Linked DNA regions of Hordeum vulgare: region 1 is linked to region 2. A link is a contact called in public Hi-C data. All regions are on one chromosome and are shown on one strand. Each heading gives the region's core, a stretch centred on a gene start, on an enhancer-like site or on the middle of the called end of the contact. The rest is flanking DNA. Distances are from core to core; before and after follow the strand shown.

Region 1 (4,784 bases), core at 1,781-4,280, 37 kb before region 2:
GTTCTCTTCTTATCAGGCCACCGGTCGCGGGTCCGTATTGATGGGGAATGGCGCGAGTGCTTCTGTTCTTGGTGTTGGCACGGTCGATCTGAAGTTTACTTCGGGAAGGATCGTGCAGCTGAAGAACGTGCAGCATGTCCACGCCATCAAGAAGAATCTCGTTAGTGGCTCCCTTCTGTGTAGAGAAGGGTTTAAGTTGGTGTTCGAGTCTAATAAAGTAGTAGTTACGAAATATGGACTTTTCGTTGGAAAAGGTTATGAATGCGGAGGTCTGTTCCGCCTTTCTATAGCAGATTTTTGTAATAAAGTCGTGAACAATATTCATTCAAGTGTTAATGAATCTGAAGTTTGGCATTCACGTCTTTGTCACATAAGTTTCGGTGTTATGTCGCGGCTAGCAAAACTGAATTTAATCCCAACTTTCACTTTAGCCAAAGGTTCTAAGTGTCACTCGTGTGTGCAAGCAAAGCAACCTCGCAAGCCTCACAAGGCTGCAGAGGAGAGACACTTGGCACCATTAGAACTCATACATTCTGATCTTTGTGAGATGAATGGTGTGTTGACTAAAGGTGGAAAGAAATACTTCATGACATTGATAGATGATTCCACTAGGTTTTGCTATGTGTATCTGTTAAATACTAAAGATGAGGCTCTACACTACTTTAAAATCTATAAGGCAGAAGTTGAGAATCAACTTGAAAAGAAAATTAAACGAGTCCGGTCTGATCGTGGTGGAGAGTACTTCTCAAACGAATTTGATTCATTTTGTGCGGAACACGGCATTATTCATGAGAGGACGCCTCCCTACTCACCCCAGTCAAACGGGGTTGCCGAGCGGAAAAACCGTACTCTAACTGATTTGGTTAATGCCATGTTAGATACATCGGGTTTATCCAAGGCATGATGGGGGGAGGCTATATTGACCGCGTGTCATGTCCTGAATAAAGTTCCTACAAAAGATAATGAGGTCACTCCCTACGAGGAGTGGTCGAAGAGAAGGACGACACTCTCGTACTTACGTACTTGGGGCTGCTTGGCGAAAGTCAATGTACCGATCCCCAAGAAGCGTAAGCTTGGACCAAAGACTGTGGATTGCGTTAATTTGGGATACGCTAAGAATAGCGTAGGCTATAGATTTCTAGTAGTGAAATCTGAGGTACCTGACGTGAAGGTCGGTACAATAATGGAGTCGAGGGATGCTACATTCTTTGAGGATATATTTCCCATGAGAGATATGCAAAGCACTTCTAGACAGGAATCTGAGATAACTCCTGAGCCTGCCATTCCTATGGAATATTATGAACAAACACATGATGAAAATCCTGAGGAGGATGACGAGGAAGCCCGTGGTAGGGGCAAGAGACAAAAGACTGCAAAGACCTCTGGTGATGATTTCTTCGTATACCTCTTTTGCGGATATTGACATTTTGTATAATATTAATTGCATGTTTAACATCTTGAGATCTCACCATTTAAGCAATTTAGGTCATTCGAATGACATGAATTGATGGCGAGATTAATTTGATATGCACACTAAGTATTTTTATCTTGGTATACTAGTAAATGTGGACGTGCAATGCACGTTCATATTTGGAAAATATATTTCTAGAGATATTTGGTAGAATATTAATTGCAAGTTGGTATAAGGTTATATATTAGTTGCACGTTAAATTATTGTTTTTTCTTTAATATTGATAGTTAGTATAATATTTATTGCATGCTAAATATATTGAGCGCTCACCTCTCTGAAGCAATTTAGGCCATTTGGTCCATGTGATTTTATTTCCGAGATTACTTGGATCTTTTATTTGGGCATAATAGTAAATGCGGATATGCAATGCACGTTCGTATTTGGAAAATATAGTTTTAAATATATTTGGTAGACTATTAATCGCACGTCGATATAAGGTTATGTATTTGTTACGCGATAAATTATGTAATTTTCACTGATATTGATATTTTTATAATACTTATTGCATGTTAAACTTGCTGAGCGCTCGCCTTTGAACCAATTTAGGTTGTTGAGTCCACGTGATTTGACGTCCGAGATTACTTGGATCTGCCTCTTTGGATTTTTTTCCTGGTTATACTACCTAGTAAATGTGTTCATTTTTGTTGAATATTTTCTTAGATATATTTTTGTAAAATATTAATTGCACGTTGATATTAGATAATATAATAATTGCATGCAAATTGTGGAATTTTCACATATATTAATATCTTGTATAATATTTATTGCGTGCTTAATTTAGGTCGCTGGATAGACGTAAATTTACTGGTACAATGCTATAGGCATAGGAAGATAAATGCATGGACTATTATAGACTCCTTTTTCATTCTTCAAATTATAGAAATTAAGAAAGGCATCATCCTTGCGAATAAACTTGGAAAGAAATTATAGTGTACCGAACGTAAATGGACGAAGAATAAACACTCTAATCAATAGCCAGAAAAATTTCTGACTATTTCGTATTTTTGTGACGGTCAAAAAAATTGTACTCTACTAAGTACTTCTCTATGTTTTTTGGTAGTCAGAAATCTACCCACGGTTGATCAGCGGCTAGGATCAATTCAAATTATGCATGCGGGTGCATCTCAAAACTTCCTAAACCACACAAGCCCACCCCACACGTACGGCCACACCGTTGCGTATTCTTTGTGTCTATCTCCTTTCCCGTGCGCGCTCCAACTCGGCCGTCCGTCCCTTCCTGCCCCCAGTTCTCCACCGTCTCCTCTTCTCACCTCCAAAGAAAGGTCCGGTGGTCGCCATCAACTCACGGGCGGGCGCGCTTAATATAATCCGATCAAACAGGAGTATGCTAAAAGAGAAAGAAGAAACGGCGATCGGGCACGAAACCAGCAGCCCCACTCCTTTCACGTGGCGTCATCTCTCTTTGACCGCTACCAATCCGGGGAGACGCCATTTCCAAACATAGTATACCAGCGGAGACGCGGGGGCCGCCCCTACGCCTCATCCCCTCCCCTCCCCTCCCCTCCCCGGCTGCTATATAAGGTCCGTCCTCCTCCTCCTCCCGATTTCAGAAGCCCACCCAACATCTAACTATCCTCCCCCACCCTCCACCAAGTTTCGTCTCTTTCATCCACACCTCCTCCTGCTCGAGATGGACCCTGTCGAGCGCCTCAAGACCGGCTTCGAGAAGTTCAAGACCGAGGTCTACGAGTAAGTATTCCCATCGTCCCGCCGCTAACCGGAACAAACCCTCCTCCTCGATCATGATTTGGTCCGGTTTCCTTGAGGTTATCTATTTCAGTCATCTTAACATGATTATTCTCTCGCCATGGCAGCCAGAAGCCGGATCTCTTCGAGCCCCTCAAGGCCCACCAGTCACCCAAGGTATACACAATACACACAATCTGATTTCCTTCTATTGCTAGCTAGCAACCAACTCCGGTCCCTTGTTCCGCCGTTCGGCGTCCGGTCCGGGGCAAACTCCGCCGCGGGTTTGCGCTGGGGCTGCCCGTAGCATTTCGTGTTAATTACGGTCAAAGTGGAGTGGATTAAGAAATGGAAACGGCTGCTTTGTCCTCATTGAACGGGCCACTGCCTGCCGGCCACTTGATACTAGGTTATGCACTGGTAAACCAACAACCAAGAGGGGCAATCAATTAATCCTCCTAGTATGAAATATAATCGTGGATTCCCTTACCAATTAACCACCACATGTCATGCGCATCCAAGAAATCGGATCATGCTTGCTGTGGTAACCCCGCCCATGTGTGTGTTGTCGTGATATATGATTTGGCTTATTGAGATGTCCCGGTCCTTATCTCTTTGTGGTCTTGTGGACGATGATGGGTATAAAGAAAGAATATTGTTCTTTCTTTCTTTCCTGCTTTTCCTGCTTTCTTGTTGGATAACTTTGATGTTAAGAATCTTGCAACTAGTACAAGAAGAGGCATTTTTGTCCCTCTCTTTGAGATTCTCCATTGGCGTGCCTGATAATGCCGTGTTAGGTTGTTGAGGCCCCCTTGTTAAAAAACCGGACCAACAACCTGTCCGTGTTGAATTTCAGGTCCCAGGCGTCTCATATTTTCTCCTTAGAAAATAGCCGCCACTCTGCAGTATCACATTTGAGCATATACATTTTTTGATAACGATGTCCATTATGGAGCCTTCACCATCTTGGCACCGGCCACGTCAGATCCCACACACAAGAACCGTGAACAGGGAATAAAGCCATCCATGGCTTTGGCCCTGCCGCTCTGCATATATACATAATTAAGCAGGCCTGCCGAACTATGGAAGTGCTATCAATCTTTGGAGCAACTTGCAGACTGTGGTGGTCCTGTCTTCCATTCTAGATTCTAGATAACTCGCAAAAAGTCATGGCGAATACATGATCAAGTCCTTTGTTGGGTCTACTTTCACGGGTCATCATCAAGTCTTCATTAGGTTTTTTGGTCTGGGCCAGCAACGGAGGAACCTTGCCGCCACTTGCTTTGCTTGGCTTTCTGTCTTTTCGGTTCCTTGTCGCAAAAGCAAGATTTATTTCTGGTTTTCTCCCGCCGTGCTGGATAAAAAGCGCGCCGGGACAGAATGTCAAGAGTGATAGAGTTTCTTGGCAAGATGTCTCAGAAACGTGCACTCCACGTATCACGCTATCAGCATATTGTGCTTATTCATTTGTTCTACCCGGATGGCCAAAGCAGTCAAAGCCTGAATAGAACTGCGTTTGCTTATCACCAACAACTATGAAACGTCATCGACTAAAGCAAGAAAACAATATGGTTGTGCAGTACATGGTGTTTGCGTGCGCCGACTC
Region 2 (4,917 bases), core at 1,618-4,117:
GAGTCACTAGATGGGTCAATGCTCCGTGGCTTTCTCCTCCCCCAGCAAATGCATCGGTGCCTTGGTCCGTTCGTCGCAGCAGCCTGCCCTGCCTAAGATTTCCTCCACTACGTTGCAGCAGCCACTTCATCAATGGCAGCAACGCCAGTGAGAGCTGCATCCCGGCGCGTGATGACGACGATGATCATGGATGTCGCAACGCAGCGCGCGGCGGCCATGGTGGTTCATTCCATTCCAGCTCCCTGCCAGCAACGAGATTAAGTCGAAGTAGCTTCGCCGGAGGCAATATAGGAGTCGAAGCACAACTTGCGTTGCATTGCAGCTTCGCCGGTAGCGGGATCCGGGTCGAAGCACAGTGTGCGTTGCACTTCAGCTTCGCCGATGAGGAGACAGGAGACTAGGAGTCGTAGCACAACTCGCATGGCACGCACTGCAGCTTCGCCGGCACGCGTTGCACTGCGGCTTCATCGGCGACGAGATCCGGGTCGGAACACAACGCTTGTTGCACTGCAGCTTCGTCGGTGATGATGCAGCATCAACGACAGTGGAAACACCGACGACCACGATTTTGTAGCACGGCAGATGCTACAAAACAAAAACAATTGCAAAGATGCATGTGCGCGTTCGTTCGCTACGTCGGTAAGTCCAAACCGAATCCGACTGGCGCACCAACAACTACGTGGGTATATCATGCGAGCATGCATCCAACCTCTCACGTCAGGTCGGGGCTCGCCTCAACTATAATCGTGCGCCGCCCGGTCTCTTCCCTCCGGCCAAACGCTATGGAGTCGCCGCGCCGCACCAAGCGCCCCGCCGTGGACCCCGACGACGACGACGTGAAGGCCGCCGCCGAAGCACGACGCTGCTACGGCCCCGCGGCCTACGACTTCCTCGACGACGACGAAATGCCGGATGGTGCCGCCTCGCAAGGCACCGGCGGCGACACCGGGTTCCTGGACGCCACCGGCAGCTTCGTGGAGCGCGCGGCGCGGGGCGGCAACAAAGACGAAGCCTGGCTGGGCGCCGCCGGCGACGTCGACGGCGACGGCCAGGCCGCCATGACGAAGCGCGCGAGGAAGGCCATGGATAGGCAGGAGGAGGACGAGCGGATCCTCGAGGGCGTCGTCGGCTCCCGCGCCGTCTTCGACATCAAGAAGCGGATCGCCGCCCTCCTCCGGCCCGGCGAGACGGCCCCGCGCGCGCTGCGGAGGCTCAAGGGCGCCCCGGGCGCGCCCGCCGGAAACAGACGTGTCCGGGGCAAGGAGATGGACGAGCTGGTGGACGCCTCGGCGGAGCTCGTGCGGCGCGGCGACCTCGACGTGTACACGGACGACCGCGAGGCCTTGGAGGACGCTTCCGCGAGAAAAGATATCAGGGTTTTAACTCTGGCAATCCGTCCGCCGTCCGGATCGCCCACGGCGCCGCCGGTGGACGTCATCGCCGGCCATGACGACATGGTCAATCAGGCCATCAAAGCTGTGGCAAGCGGCAAAGTGTCCGCCATTGATCTAGAAATGGATCTACAGTCTCTTAGGGTTCCTTCTGGGGAACACGTCCGTTCGCCGGCACTGCAGGACAATCCGATCGGGTCCTCGACGTGCACATCGTCGTCCACCTCCGGCGACACAAATGGCGAACGCGATCTCTACGATCTAGGAGTTGCGACAGCGTTGGCGACGGGCAGCGGCAAATTACTATCCGACGTGGCCAGGTATTTCGGGCAGGAGGCCAAGACGGTGAAGAGGCCGCGGCGGCGGGCGAGGCAGGGGAATGCACCGGCGCCGCCCGTGAAATTCTCCCTGCGTCTCTCCGAGGAGGAGGCAATGGAGGACGTGGCGGCCGTCACCCTCGCCAAGGACGTCGTCAAGCTAGAGGGCGAGGTGATGCCGGCGCGCCGCAATGCAAAACGTCGACGACACTGATCCAACGGTTTACTGGTAAATCAGCAATTGCATGCAGTATTGGCCGTGAACCAAAAAGATGACGGCGGCCATATGCACAGGTCTGTAGAGTTATTTCTTCAATTCTTGACCAAAAGATGTCGAGCCCTTTTCCGCTGTCATGTCATGTGTGGCCATCACGTTGATTCTGCTTCTTTTTCTTTTGACTGTTTGCGGTTGAACTGCATCGTACTGCGTTCTTCTCTTGTGGATTAACAAAAATATGTGAGTAGTGAAATTAATTTGTTCATCAGTTGCGTGGGCTACTCATCAATACCCGTGTTTGTTCTTGAATAATTCCTTGTGATCAGGCTTGCTAATATATGCCGTGTATTTGGTTGCTTGGTACTCCCTCCGTTCCGCAATTTCACTAAGGATCTACATACGAAGCAAAATGATTGAATATATACTCTAAAGTATGTCTATATACATCCGTATGTAGTCCATTAGTGAAATCTCTACAAAAACTTATATTTAGGAACGGAGAGAGTAGTTGGTACTAGTTCCATTTACCGTTTATCCATGGACCTGGAAATGAGAAATTATTGTATCAACTCACTATATAATGGTCAAAGATAATGACTATTCAAAACCGATGCCTGCTTTCAAAACAAATGGGAGAAATAACGAAAAAATATGAATTCCCACAAGACGTTTGTAAATTCAGGACAAATATGCGAGAGAGCCCTAATGCTGGATAAACTAAGCAAGCAAAAAACATTTGTAAAATTCAGTAAAAAAAGACTGAAAGCTGATTTGTAAAAACATTTGTAAAGCTGATTTCCTCGAGAGAATAGGAAGAATGTGCAGGACCTGCACGCAAGACGGAAAGCTGATATTTATGTGACCCACATACCTCGTTTGTATGGCTGTATATTCCTGAAGCAGTATTTGCAAAACCAAAAAGGTATATTCCTGAAGCAAAACGATTTTTCCGTCCATTTTAATGAATGAATCTTGACAGGGACACGTCCATTTTAATGAATGAATCTTGACAGGGACACCGTGCGATTTTCCAGTTTTAGATGGTTTTTCTTTCTTCCGTGGGAAGAAACAGAAACCCGTTCACGTTCTGTTTCAAAAAAGTTTGTGTCGTAGTCTAATTGCCTGCCAGCTTCGTCCCGCAAGACTGAATACTGATTTTCTGGATAAAATAGGAAGAATGTGCAGGACCTGCACCCAAGACTGAAAGCTGATATTCATGTGACACATACCTCGTTCGTAGGTTGTATAGCCGTATATTCCTGAAGCAGTATTATCAAAACCAAAAAGGTATATTCCTGAAGCAAAACGATTTTCATGTTCATTTTAATGCATGAATCTTGTCAGGGACAGTGCAATTTTCTAGTTTTAGATAGTTTTCTTTGTTCTGTGGGAAGAAACAGAAACCCGTTCATGTTCTGTTTCAAAAAAAATTGTGTCATAGTCTAATTGCCTGTCCGCTTGGTCCTACCGTATCTTACGTGAGCAGGACTCGTTACTCCGATAGCCCTCATGTGTGTGCTTAGCACCGGTACCAACTCGCTGATCCCCACAATGAAACAGAAACGCCACACAGGCCCCCATTTAGCTTGAAGGATCTCTCAGCCCTGTCGTCTTCTTGGCCCTTCTCCTCGTCGGCGGCCGTCAAGCTCGTGTGCGCTCACGACATGCCGCCGCCGCTGATGTTAGTCCACAGTAACATCATTTTCAAGCACATCCTAGAACCAGCCCAATCCACGCGTCCGAAAGAAGTCAGCAACACCACGCCATCGGGCAGTCAGATCGTGTGACGGGCGCCGGCGGAGGGGACCCTACGGCGGCGCCATCGGCAAACGTCGTGGACGGTCGAAAGGCAGCTGGTATCGGAGTTGGAGCGGGCCGCCAAGAAACCGCTGATTCTTTCGATCTCTGCTCGGATCGCATGGCTTTCATCGGCGATGTCGGGGAAAGGAAGGTTAGATCTGCAGCACACACTTATGAGCCCTCGCCGCTCGAAAGGGGACAGGTCGCTATGGGACGAGTTGCCTCGCAGTCACCGGGCACGAACGTCGGTGATGGGGCAAACTATGGAGAAGACGCTGCGGCGGAGGTAAAAGGAAGTCCGGCATGAGCAGCCAGGTGATACTCGGTGCGTCGGTTAAAATGGGACAACTTGTTTCCGGAGGTGTCCCTGCGGTGGCGCCATCGGAAAACGTCGTGGACGGTCGAAAGTCAGCTGGTATCGGAGTCGGAGCGGGCCGCCAAGAAACCGCTGATTCTTTCGATCTCTGCTCGGATCGCATAGCTTTCATCGGCGATGTCGGGGAAAGGAAGGTTAGATCTGCAGCACACACTTATGAGCCCTCGTCGCTCGAAAGGGGACAAGTCGCTATGGGACGAGTTGCCTCGCCGTCACCGAGCACGAACATCGGTGATGGGGCGAACTATGGAGAAGACGCTGCGGCGGAGGGGAAAGGAAGTCCGGCATGAGCAGCCAGGTGATACTCGTCGGGCCGGTTAAAATGGGACAACTTGTTTCCGGAGGTGTCCCTGCGGCGGCGCCGTCGGAAAACGTCGTGGACGGTCGAAAGTCAGCTGGTATCGGAGTCGGAGCGGGCCGCCAAGAAACCGCTGATTCTTTCGATCTCTGCTCGGATCGCATGGCTTTCATCGTCGATGTCGGGGAAAGGAAGGTTAGAGCTGCAGCTACGTCTATATAACAGTTATGAAAAACACCCTGGGTTTTTTTCATCAAGGAAAAACCTTTCGTTTTCCTTCAACAAACCCGTGAAGTGTAGCTACGTCTATATAACAGTTAGGCCCGCTCGTCAGAAATCAGTATAAAGAGGAAACAAATATGCAAACGTTACAATAGGGATTCGAACTAGCGACCTCAACCTACAAAGCAACTTGTGCTAGGCTCACCTAAAAGTCTCGCTCGACTTCCAACTTCCAAGCTTAGTTTCAAAACCGAACCGGGCAGCCGGTCGGAATAGAAAAAACCAAAACCTACGCC

Evidence for each region. Hi-C and Micro-C count contacts between places; a contact is called where the count stands out from the background.
Region 1: a contact with region 2 is called in a Hi-C map of leaf, with 3 times the contacts expected there. The contact joins the promoter of LOC123410145 here to the enhancer-like site in region 2. A contact is called at or near these places in 3 of 6 Hi-C or Micro-C datasets (leaf and seedling).

Annotation. Positions count from the first base shown.
Region 1 is chr7H:614,021,143-614,025,926 of MorexV3_pseudomolecules_assembly, reverse strand. It overlaps LOC123410145 (carbonic anhydrase, chloroplastic-like), which reads left to right and starts at 3,030. Exons shown (of 5, transcript XM_045103041.1): 1 at 3,030-3,181; 2 at 3,307-3,355; 3 at 4,759-4,784. The coding sequence starts at 3,123.
Region 2 is chr7H:613,983,636-613,988,552 of MorexV3_pseudomolecules_assembly, reverse strand. No RefSeq gene overlaps it. Among protein-coding and RNA genes, the nearest start is that of LOC123408955, 9.4 kb to the right of the region's middle. Within about 2 kb of position 2,867, at least 1 of the 3 cell types and tissues checked has open chromatin away from gene starts, as enhancers often do. A contact at or near this core is called in leaf, where this site is marked.